Regions from separate parts of the Rattus norvegicus genome. Here region 1 is linked to region 2. A link is a contact called in public Hi-C data. All regions are on one chromosome and are shown on one strand. The core of a region is the stretch at or near the end of the contact, and the rest is flanking DNA. Distances in the headings are between cores, read along the strand shown.

Region 1 (5,889 bases), core at 963-3,462, 190 kb before region 2:
ACACTAAACACTTCCTCATGCTCTGCTGATCCCAACCATGACATTATTTCATTGCTCCTTCATAACTGTAGTTTTGCTGCTGTTACGAATCTAATGTAAATATCTGATGTGCAGGATATCTGATAATGTGATCCATGTGAAAGCATCGTTTGATCCTCAAAGGTGTCACAACCCCTAGGTTAGGAATTGTTGATTTACATGATATTGACCACTTGCAAAAATGCTTTTAAATGGGTCTCACCAATAAATTTCTCTTAAATGTAAGTTCAGTGAGAAGAGGTCCTTGTTTCTCCATGTTTATATTTTTAATGTAGTAAGTTGTACATAGTAGGCACTGCTTTAGTAAATACTTGTTGGATGGACGGCTGGATGGACGGCTGGATGGACGGATGGATGGATGGAGAGATGACTGAGTGACGTTGGTGTCCTGAGTGAGGCTAGGTGTAGCAGACTTTTGTTCATAATTTATAGTACTCATCTGACAGCAAATGAAGTTTACTGTTTATATTTTAATATTCTTAGCTCTTTTGCTGTCTCAGCTTGACTGAACCTACTTGAGACTAGAAGGTCTGTCTTTTTGTCTTTGAATGTTATTAGTTGTAGAAAGGGCTTGGAGTTTACCAGTTACCTCACAGTGGACCAACCAATAAAGGTTTTGAAATCCCGGGTCACTACCCTCTTTAAAATCTGGGCTGAGTGCTTGGAGTCTGCAGTCTTCGGTGGACAGTGTAAAGGAAAAGCATCATGATCAGACTGGATGATAGCTTGCTATTTCCTGTTACTTTTCTTGGTGATTTGGAGATGTGTTGCATCTTGGCAAAGTTGATTTTTAAGACAAATTTTTATTAGGCTTATTGGGTATAGGGAGGAAGATGAGATAATTAACGATCCTCTCCCTGCCCTCGATTCTCTGGTGGTGAATACCTCAAGGGTTTCTCCTGATAGTCCAGTGGCTTGGAAGTCCACAGGTGCTGCCTGCCACCTGAGTGCAGCCATCCCTAATCTCCTTTAGTAGCTCTGAGCTCAGTCAGGATTTGGTTCTGTTTCACTCCACTGTCTGAGAGGCAAACCTCAGCAAGGCAGGAGAATGCTGGAAGTCTCTACATGTTTAATTTACGGTTAAGCTTACGTTTTAGCCAGAGATATGTAGTTTCCTAATTTAAACAAAAACTAGAATAATTCCAACAGAGACGGTAAAATATAGAAGACTTGCAGTTCACATAGCCAACTTAAAGCTTCACTTTGTCCATAAGAGGTCCTGTGAATGAACCAGGTCCCTTTGTTGTAAGTCCTAGCCATTTAACTGCACATGGATCTAATGAAATTCTCAGGTTATAGTAATTATGTCAGTAATCTGATATGTTGTCACTTGAATGGACCATGTGTGGAGAGTCAGTTGCTTGTCTCTGTGGGGCTGACCCCTTTCATTCGTGAAGACTAATAGGACTCGTTAAGCTTTACGGGAAAAGAGCTTTTATCACTTTGTCAAGCCAGGTAGAGTGCATTTCTATTGTTTCTAACTTTGTGTGATTGTAACTGCTGAGGTACACCTCCCGGCGAGGTTTAGGGGACTTCTGCTTACAGACATTTCTGTGTGGCACCACTTACAGATGTCTTCAATTAAATGCAGGTAAATAAATGGGATGATGTATCAGAGGTCAAGAGATTCCTGACATTCTCTTTAGAGTCACACTTTGCCAGCCAGTCCAGTAGGCTGTGGTCTCCTTGTCATGTTTGGAGAACAGAGGCTGCTGCAGCACATGTTAACACACATTAGATCCTGTGTCAGCGTGGGGACTTCTTCAAGTGTGTCCTTCTGATCCTTCATTTCAGATTCAGGTCCTCTCTCTTAAGAATTATAATACTTACTGAGAAGCAGCATCTGTAACCACAGGTCTGTGCTTATTACATTCCTTATATTCTGTCATGATGAAAATTGAACAGACAGGTAGATCAGACTAGCTAGGGGCTGAGAACCACACTGACAGTATGGGTCAGGAAAAGCAAGTGGGCAAGAGACAGAGTGGCACGGTGCTGAGATGCTCACATTCAGGATTCTTACTCAGAGGAAGCTAGCGATCAGAAATGGATTTACCGAGCTTCAGAGCGAGAGTTAGGAACATTACCACTCAGCTTTGTAGTTAGGTGCTGTGTGGCTCTGATCAGTTGGAAGCTTAGCTGCACCTCTAGCCACTGCCCACTAGATGCCAGTAGCACTTCACCACGACGATCAGCACAGTCCTGTAGATGATGACAGACTGCCAAAAGTCCTGAAGAGGCAAAACTGTTCCCTCGTGAAAATCATTATGTGTATTACAGAGAGATAATGTCAGTGAGCTGATGGTGAACATAAGATACAGTAGTAGATTGTTTTCAGTTCAGTAAAGGTAAAAAAGTAGGAAACGTGAAATAAATAACTGGAACAAATATAAAAAGCTATAAGACCAATGGCAAGGTGGCCTTCTTAAGTCCAGTTATTTATTACATTAAATATAAAAGCCTAAATCAAACTTGGCTGCATGGGAAATTTCAGTTTCACATTGTTTCAAACTTTTTTGACTATATTGGCTACTGTATTACACTTAAAATTTTCAGATTTTTGTTTTAGTTAAATTTCAATCGCCATATCTGACAGTGGTTATGTTGTTGTACAGTTAGGGCTACACAGTCCATTTAAAAATTAGAGATTGTCAGCCTGTATAAAAGAATAAAAAGTAAGCTCTACGCTTAAATATGAAGATGTGGATGACTTACAGGTAAAAGGCTGCAGTAATCTTTTCCCATGAATATTTACCATAAGAACATTGGATGAGCTGTCTTTGTCTGATATAAACTGAAGACAGAAAGATGTTCATAATGACAAAAAGTCAAATATATTCTAAAATGCGATCCATTAAAAATAACACCCTCAAAATAAAAATAAAAAGCAGTAGAAGTGAAGGAGAAGGAGAACTAGTTAAATCAGTGACACTTAAGACTACTTCTTGATACTTTGAGAGAACATTTAGACGAAGTTAGAAATAATCTACAAGGCTTGAACAGTGTGGTCACAGTTTTACTTAATTGAGACCTATCAATACTATACTCTTCAGTGACAAGAAGCCACATTTGAAGTCAAGCAAGTCATAAACTACAGATAGCATGGTTCATTTGTAAAGCATTCCTGCTTCAACTGGCTTTCCAGCTGCTCCTCTTTGTTTTTTGTTTCTCCCAGTACTAGAGATCAGATCTAGGGCATGGAATAGCCTAGGCAGGCACTCTGCTACTGAACTACATCTCTTCACTGTCCCCTTTTAAAATTTGTTAGCATACAAAATGATGGGTTTCATTGCGACATCTAAAATAGGTGTATTTTCAAGTATACCACGCCAGAGCATATCCTGGTGTATTTTACAAAGTTCAGTAAATTGGAGAGGATGGAAAGTGTAATTAAATTGGCATCAAGAACCAGCAGAATACAATAGCACTCTAATTAAACAACAGTAGACCCTAGTTAAAAGTGGGTAAGACACTACTGTTGTGCTTCTCCAGAGGAGACAGATGTCTAGAAAACACAAGAGAAACAGTCTGTTGATATTCATTTGGGAAATGGAAGTTAAAACCAGAGAGAAATCACCGTTAGCTCACTAAATGAGTAGAGTCAAACGACAGACAGGGATTGGCACAGTGTGGAGAAATTAGAACTCTCTTACTTGCTTGGTAGGAAAGTGAAATGTAGAGCCAAGGTTCAGCTGTTTTTCAAAACATCACAGGTACTTTATAATTCTGAAACTCACTTCTTTTGATTATGCCTAAGTGAAATAAAAGTATGTATCCTCATAAATAATTATACATGAATGATTATACCAGCATTGTTCATCAAAGCCAGAAGCTAGAAAGAACTCAGCTTGTTTCAGCTGGTGAATGAGTACAGTGCAATCTGAAGGAACAGGGGTGAATCTTAGATGTAATAGATGACCTGAGTCAGACACGGATGGCACTGCGCTTTCCACTCTGTGACCTACCTAGCTGAGGTCAGTATTGAAATTGATATGCTTTAAATAATACTTTAGCACCATTTTCTTTTTTCTTTCTTTCTTTTTTTTTTCCGGAGCTGGGGACCGAACCCAGGGCCTTGTGCTTGCTAGGCAAGCGCTCTACCCTGAGCTAAATCCCCAACCCTAGCACCATTTTATTAATCTTCATAATATTAGCTAACACGCCATGAATACTCTTAAAAGCTTTCAAACCATTTTTCAAGTTTTTTTTTGAGTGGGGAACTGCTTGGCTTTCTGAAAAGACTTAGGAAAACACTCTGGGAAGACACAGAACTTGGAAGGAGGAGTTGTGAGAGGGAGAGGAGACATGATGGGAAGGGGCTGGAGTTGGGGTAATTTTCCTCCTAAGTGTGGAGGGAGAACACCAACAACCCGACATGCTGAGAGCTGTCATGATTGCAGTGCTGTGGAGATGGGCCAGCTACTGAGTTGGTGGGAACCTTTACCTGTTTTAGACTAGTGCTTAGGCCCAGCTTTATTTGAAGAGGTAAAACCAGGTAGCAGGAGGTACCCAGTGAAAGCATAGGTATTTGTAGGTGATGGTCAGCAGTCTGATGGTGATAATGAAAAATCAGAAGAAGAAGGAGGAGGAGGAGGAGGAGAAGGAGGGAAGAAGAAGGAGAAGGAGAAGGAGGAGAAGGAGAAGAGGAGGAGGAGGAAGAAGAGGAGGAAGAGGAAGGAGAAGGAGAAGGAGAAGGAGAAGAGAGGAGCAGGGTCTTGTTCCTTGTAGCTGTATATATTAGGAAATAATCCTGTAGGTTCAGATTGTGACCCACACACTTGAATTGGAATTGAGTGTTATTACTCAAAGGCACCAATTAGAGATCTGGAACAGAAGCACTGGATCGTCATTTGGTGGCTGTCCCCTTCCCTTGCATCTAACGCCTATTGGGCAGTTCTGGCTTGGGCAGAGCTTCCAGTAAGGCCAAACAGTTGAGCCGAAGGCATCCTTTCTTGAGTTTGCTGTGGTGAATGCAGCGTAAGCGTTGTGCATGTGTGGCTAGATAGTGCTCCTGAAGCTGATTGGTCAGGAGGTGAATGTTTTTCAGGTTAGTTTTGGACATCACATGATTGTTGAGACAGTATAAATTGAAAGTGTGTATTGCTTAGTGAAATTAAATGGCAATTACTAAAGTCTTCCTTGAAAGAATCCCAGGGAGACAGTTGATTTTGAGACTAAAGAAAGCATGCTTAAAGTTGAAATTCAAATACTAAATGGAAAAATGTCACAAATATGTCTTGTTTAAGATTTTTCTGCACAAATGAGTTAGTTTAGGGATCTTCAAAATTCAAGATATTTTCTTGCTAGGTTAGCTATCTTTCCTTCAGCAGTTGAAGTATTTATCATTACTCCCAAGACCTTTTTAGCTGTGTTCAAAATTAGGGTCATCTTCCCTGACAGTTTTCATTGCCCATTAGTTGTGCGTGAATGCTTCAGAAAAACCTTGAATAGTAAATCCTGGGGTGGATTAGTCTCCATGGGGACATCAGTCTTGTTTGATGTTGGCATTCATTGAGTTCTCAGTCTGCTCTGTCACCAAAGAATATGTTTTCCTGTAAGAAGGACTGTGAGAGCAGGAGGTGCCGGTTGGACAGCAGTAAGGGAAGTTCATACCAGTCACTCTGCAGTCCAAGGCTGCGTTGTAGAGCTCAGTAAATACTGTCTAGTTTGTAGAGTCAAAGTTTGGAATTCCATGACTTTTGATAAACCATTCGGAAAGTGCCTTACTTTGTCAGTCGTTTTATTGAGAGAGTTAAGATTTAAAATACAGAAAAATCAGATTAAGGCAAAGCACTTAGTATTAACAATTTAATTTTTTAAAAAATCTGTAAGTTCTATAGTAATAATAGC
Region 2 (5,942 bases), core at 1,318-3,817:
TCCCTCCCATTCAGTATCTATAAAGCTGTGAATGAATGGGGGACAGGGACAGTGGCTTCCTGGGCCATTAATTTATGTGAGAATGTGTTAACCTCATTTTCAATGGCTGGTGGACCCACTGCAGTAGGGAAACGTCTCTCTGTCCTGAGACACGGAGTTTCCCATCAGTGGGGATCATAAAGATAGAAGCACCATCTTGCAGCAGGACCATAGCCTTCCCTTTGTGACTTCAGGTCAGAGAATGAGCATAGGTTGGCACCCCCCAGTGAATGGTTCAGTGGTACCTGGCTGCGGTGTTCCCATCCAGGCCATAGAACTCACCCAAAACACACCCCTTTCCACTAAACATATAAACAGACCACTTCGTTTGGAAATCAGGCTGCTATTTTGGTTGAGTTCTCAAACTATAATTTCATAACTATTTGCCCGAGGCATTGGAAATGGATTTGCTACTCCTCCATTTTAAGTGATTTGCATAAAAGTTTCCAAGGCTATGCTGTGAGTAAAGACCATCCTCTGATCATGTGGGGGATGCCTGAGGAATTCATGTGTGTAAACCGCATGAAGTCGAGGGTTAGGGATTCTCGTACCTCTCCTCTTCCAAACCTGCTTCCCAGGTGAGCTTTCCTGAGGCTTTGTTTGTCTTCAGGCACCAGAGGGAGTCTAGGCTTTCCTGAACTTAGTGACTTTTTTGAGTCAGGGTCTCAGGGAGCCCAGGCCTGATACGAACTCAGCACGTACCTGAGACTGGTTTCAAACTCCCCAACTTTTCTTTATCGTGTGAGGTCTGGGAATACAGCATGTACTATTATGATTGGCTCACTAATCAAGATTTTATTTATTTATTTAGACACAATGTAGCTGTCTTCAAACTTACCATGTAGACCAAGTCGGCCCCCCGCCGCACTCAAGGCAATTCTCCTGCCTCACACACTTCTGAGTGTAGGGTTACAATTTATGTGGCCTTGAACTTAAGCACCGTTGCTCAAGGGTTGAAGGAAGGAAAGGGAACACATATTGAGAGATAAATGATCCCAAGATAGTCTAGTGGAAGAGACAAATGGGAGATGCCAATCAGTTACAACCCGGCCTGACAGTTTCGTTAAAGACTCCTGCTTTGCAACGTTAGAGTCAGAGAGAGGAATCCAATTTGCTCAAGATCAGACGACTTTTTCTTTTCTGATAGAGTGCATGTATTTTCTGTTTCTGTTTCTTTGTTTCTTTCTTGTGGGTGTGGAGATCAGACACAGGGCCTTGTACGTCAAGGCAAGCCATCTACCACTGCACTACATCTCCAATGCCTCTCTAGACTCTTGGATTTCTTCCCATTCATTCATTCATTCATTCATTCATTCATTCATTCATTCATTCATTCTCATTTTATTTGATGAGTTATGGACGTTTGCCTGCATGTCCATCTGCACACTGTGCATGCAGTATCCCCAGAAGCCAGTAGAGGGTGTCGGGGCCCCTGGAACTGGAGTAAAAGGTGGTTGTGAGCCAGCATGTGGATGCTGGGAATTGAGCCGGTCTCTGGTAGTACTCTTAACCACTGAGCCATTTCTCCAGCCTCACTTTCTTTTAAATATTTATTTTTATTTATTTATTTATTTTTTGGTTCTTTTTTTCGGAGCTGGGGTATTTTTATTTTTAAACTATGTGACTGTATCTTTGTGTTCACCAGTGCAGCTTCCTAAGGAGACCAGAGGTTTTGGATGCCTCTGCAGCCGGAGTTACAGGCCATTGTGAGTGCCTGATAGTATGCCAGCCATTGGTTTCTGGCCCTCTGGAAGGCAGGAAGCACTCTAAACTTCTGAATCATCTCTCCAGCCCTCCTTTGGATTTCTTTATGTTAATCTCGTTATGTTTGTGTTTAATTGATACTATTAAACAAGATGTTTTCTGTTTTTGGCTTTTTCGAAGACAGCCACATTTAAGGGCTCAACCAGCAGCCAGTTGTGTTAACCTCTCGGATCTTCAGTTTTCTTGTCAGAATCTGGCTATGTTACTCTGTGGGCAGATGTGCGGACTAAGTACAATTACCTATTCACTTGGTCCTTTCCCAAACACACGCCCCCTTCTATTGTTCAGAAGAACAAGATAATGCAACACCTTCCACGAACATTAGCTGCTTCTACCCTCGAAGCTTCAGTGACGCGAAATGTCTGGCCCTAGTACGCTGCAGACCTATTCTAAGGTGTCTGAAGTTGCACAGCATTCTGCCATTTGTTTCCTAACTTGACATAAAACAACTTAACTTATTCTCTCTGCACCGAAGCTGGCTGGCTACGAGGGGACAGAGGCGTACAGGGCGGTTCACTAGCCGGGTTCCGAGAGGTCATCTGTGCACCCCTGCGGGCAGCGCGGCGGGGCCCCTCGCCTGCCTGGCGGGTGTCTCTTTGCGGCTGCTAGGCGTCGGGAGCCGCGCGGGGCTCGGGACTGCCCCAGCGCGCAGCGCTGATTGGCAGAGCGGGCGCCGCCGTCCAGGAAACGGCTCGGGTTTCAGCGGGGGGCGTGACCCGCCCGAGGAGGCTGCGGCGGCGGCGCGGGCGGCGCGGGGAGAGCGCCGGGAGAGGCGAGCGGCGGCGGCGGGCGCAGAGCGGGCGCACGGACGATCGAGCGCGCGGCTGCCAGAGCTCCGGTGCTGAGGCTGCCTGTGTGTCCCTGGCCCGGCGTGGCGACTGCTCTCCGGGCTGGCGGGGGCCGGGCGTGAGCCCCCGGGCCTCAGCGTTCCTGAGCGCTGCGAGTGTTCACCACTCGCCAGCAAAGTTTGGAGTAGGCAACGCCAAGCCCCAGTTCTTTCTTCTGCTGCTGCCCAGATCCGAGGGCAGCTCCGGCGTCATGTCCGCGCTGTTCTGCGATCCCCAGCGCGCGTGAAGCCTCGGAACCTTGGCGCCCGCTTCCACCCAAGGGATCATTCTCTTTTTGGAGTTTTCCTCCGAGCTCATCGCCTGCTCCATCCCGACCCACTCAGGGCTTCGACGCCAACACCGAGCGCAGAGGAGCGCTGCCATTCAAGGTAATCGTCGTACCGAACGCCTTCCGGAGCTTCGCCAGCCGGGAAAGTGGGTTCAGTGGGAGGATGCGAGGCGCAGGATCCCGGGGAGGAGGGCGCGGGTAAAACGATTTGGGGGCGCGCCCTGTCAGTCTCTGGCTGTATTGGTGATGGAGGAGTGGATGAATGCGGATGGCTGGCTTTTGGGGGGGGGTTCTTTCAGCACCTCCATCCAAATGCTGACATCTGTCTCTGCCGCCGGCACCCCTTTCCTGTCAGACTCCGGCGGGCACAGTCCTGCCTACTGGGCGCGTTCCTTTGAGCTCAGAGCCGGCGCGCCGTGGGGCCGCCTGCCAGTGGCACAGCCCATAGGCGGAGGTTCGGGAAGGGCATCTTTGGGGTGCCTGGTTCTTGGATTCTGGAAGCTCCAGCCTGGTACTACACAGACCCTTGGGAGAGGTTCTTTCTTGGGAAGAAACTGCTGGAGTGTGTCAGGCAACATCCCCAAAGGGATGGAGATGCCCGGATGACACCTTTGGGGAGGCAATGGCTTTGGTTCGGGATTCCGGTGCTGGCGGTCCCTCTCTGGTCACAGCGGTTGGCGCAGGAGGGATCGCCGCGCGCCTGGGGCTAGGGGGCGAACTGGACCGACTTTTCCTAGTTCTTCTAGCAGCTCCTACCGCAGCCGCGCCGAGATGTTGAAAGCACAGGCGAGTTCTAACTTGCGCGCTCATTCTTTCAGCGCGGGGGAATCGGCAGAGGGCCCTGCGTGGCGCTGTCTTCCACCGTCGCGGCCAGGGGGCAGGCGCGGGAGGCCAGCTTCAGCTCCGCGCCCCTGCAAACTTCCCAAGACCTTCCTTCCTCAATCCCCCCCACGTCTCCCCCCCCCCCCCAGTTCAATAAAACCTACCCTTAGAAGCAGACTTGCTTTCAAACTCTGGGCACCCATTATGTGTTTGGTGTGAAACGCTATCAACATTTAAAACTCTATTGTCCTTAGCGTCCCAAATCCCTGTAAATCTTCTACCAGCCTGGACTCATTTTCATCTGAAAAGCCTGTTTAGTTTGAATAGAAAAGCAATCAGGCGCCCCTCTCCCTCTCGTTGGAATGTCAATTAAAATGCAGATTTCTCAGAGCTCTTTAGCGCCCCAAGAAGAGGGACAAAACAGGATATTCCAGGCTGACAAATGAAAGAAACGCTACAATGAAATAGGGTGGCGATGTGCACCCCAAGCTGCTCGGAGTACGGCAGTTTATATTTTTGGGATTTCATTGTGTTTAGGACCCCCCTCCTCGCCTCCTCGAACCCATGACAGCTCCCTTCCTTAATTCATCCGGGATCGAGAAGTAAAGGAGCCTTGAGTCAGGTTAGGGGGCCTACATATAGTATTAACCTGGGAGTGTTGACTTCTCCCATGAGAAATCCACTTGGGAACAAAATGTCAATTGCACAGTCCACTGAGGTATCCTGGAACTACCCTTTAAGGTAGCAACACACCCCTCCTTGCCCCCCCCCAACTCCCTCCAGGCTGGCCTTAAATTAACCTTGCGAGATGGGGAAGAGTGTGTGTAAACGTGTACAACACTGCGCAAGCTCGCCAGCCCTTTCTGCTGGTCACTTTGCCTGTCTTTGGAGGCAGACGTGTGTGGAGATGACCCCAAGGGGCGGGTGGCCGTGAAGAACCATCCGTCAGAGCGAGGGTGAGGACTCCTCCCTCTAGGCTGAGAAGAGAGTCCCCTTTCAGGGGGAAAAAATAAACACGCTGGGGCTTTCTCTGGGGCTCAGCCTCCAGGAAGGATTATGGTATTGAAGGCAGGAAGCTGGGATTGTGGCCGCCAGCAGCATGCTGGGCCTGTGTTCCCAACACGGAGCCTTGGGACCTAATTATCCTGCCTAGGAGGTCGCTCAGCACTTTTGTCCACTCCGGTGAGGAGCTGCGCAGACCTGCTGCCTTCACTTCTCGCCTTACAGAGGTTTGAGGAGGGGGCTGCCGTGGGACTGGGCCTTCGAAGAACCAACGTTCAAATTGAGTCAGCCTGGGGCACTGGCCATCTTCCACATTCCGCTGGAACTGAGGCACTCCTGGGTAGTGACTAGTAGGGAAGGTGGCCTGAGCACCCTGCTGCAGGACCTACTAGAGTCTGAGATTGTAAAGTTGCTAGAGAGGCGGAGGATTGACCTGCATTCTGAAAGCTCTTAGTAAATCAATGAGAAGGCTTGTGTAGTCTCCTTGACAGGTATGTAGACATAGACAGTGAAATATCTTTTTGGGACTCTTGGCTTTAAAAAGAAAGAAGACTTGGGAAACAAAAATCCTTCAAGGTGTCTAGAAACCCTGGGCCCATAAATGCGTGATCAAACACATGTGCACGTGCAGGCGTGCACAGACAGACAGACAGACAGACAGACACTCACTTTCCTGGATTTTGTTGTTAGCTATACCATTTTACCTGTGCTTAAAAGACAGAAACAAACAACAGCTTCTTATTTCCCTCTTGGAGATGGTGCATCCTCTCTGCTTTTTAATCTCAGAGAAGGGTGAAAGGAACAGATCCTAGGATAGGGAGGGCTTCAGGGAGGTTCTGGCAGTGTCGATCGAAATCCTGTGTTCTAATTGAAAGCATCAAAAGTGTGGGATTAGACACCTCTCTCTTTCTCTCTAAAACGCTCACCCATTCCCAGTCTCATAAAATGTGCACACCACAGGATCCAAAGCCCATGGCTTTGTCCGATCCTTTCCTGTTTGAGCAGATTCTCTAAGAGCTTGTGCATTCTGACTCAAGACTGAGTCACTGAAGACACTGAACAAACGTAAAGCTATTTGTACTGTGGTAAGCTTTCTTGGGAAGTTCTCTGCTTTGGATCTAATGAGTTGAGTGCCCCCTGTAACTGATACTTGGGAAGTTTAGCCAATAGGTTACATATTGAAAGTTCGCAGGCCAATC

The links. Hi-C and Micro-C count contacts between places; a contact is called where the count stands out from the background.
Region 1: a contact with region 2 is called in a Hi-C map of the A7r5 cell line, with 6 times the contacts expected there. The contact joins the enhancer-like site here to the promoter of Fgfr2 in region 2. A contact is called at or near these places in 6 of 12 Hi-C or Micro-C datasets (the A7r5 cell line, Schwann cells, frontal cortex and 3 more) and 1 of 1 datasets of contacts at active chromatin or transcription factors (oligodendrocytes).

Annotation. Positions count from the first base shown.
Region 1 is chr1:194,470,359-194,476,247 of GRCr8, reverse strand. The region is part of intron 8 of Ate1 (arginyltransferase 1); the gene reads left to right. Among named protein-coding and RNA genes, the nearest start is that of Ate1, 37 kb to the left of the region's middle. Within about 2 kb of position 2,212, at least 3 of the 93 cell types and tissues checked have an H3K27ac peak or open chromatin away from gene starts, as enhancers often do.
Region 2 is chr1:194,277,539-194,283,480 of GRCr8, reverse strand. Fgfr2 (fibroblast growth factor receptor 2) reads left to right here and starts at 2,567. Exons shown (of 18, transcript NM_001109892.1): 1 at 2,567-3,019.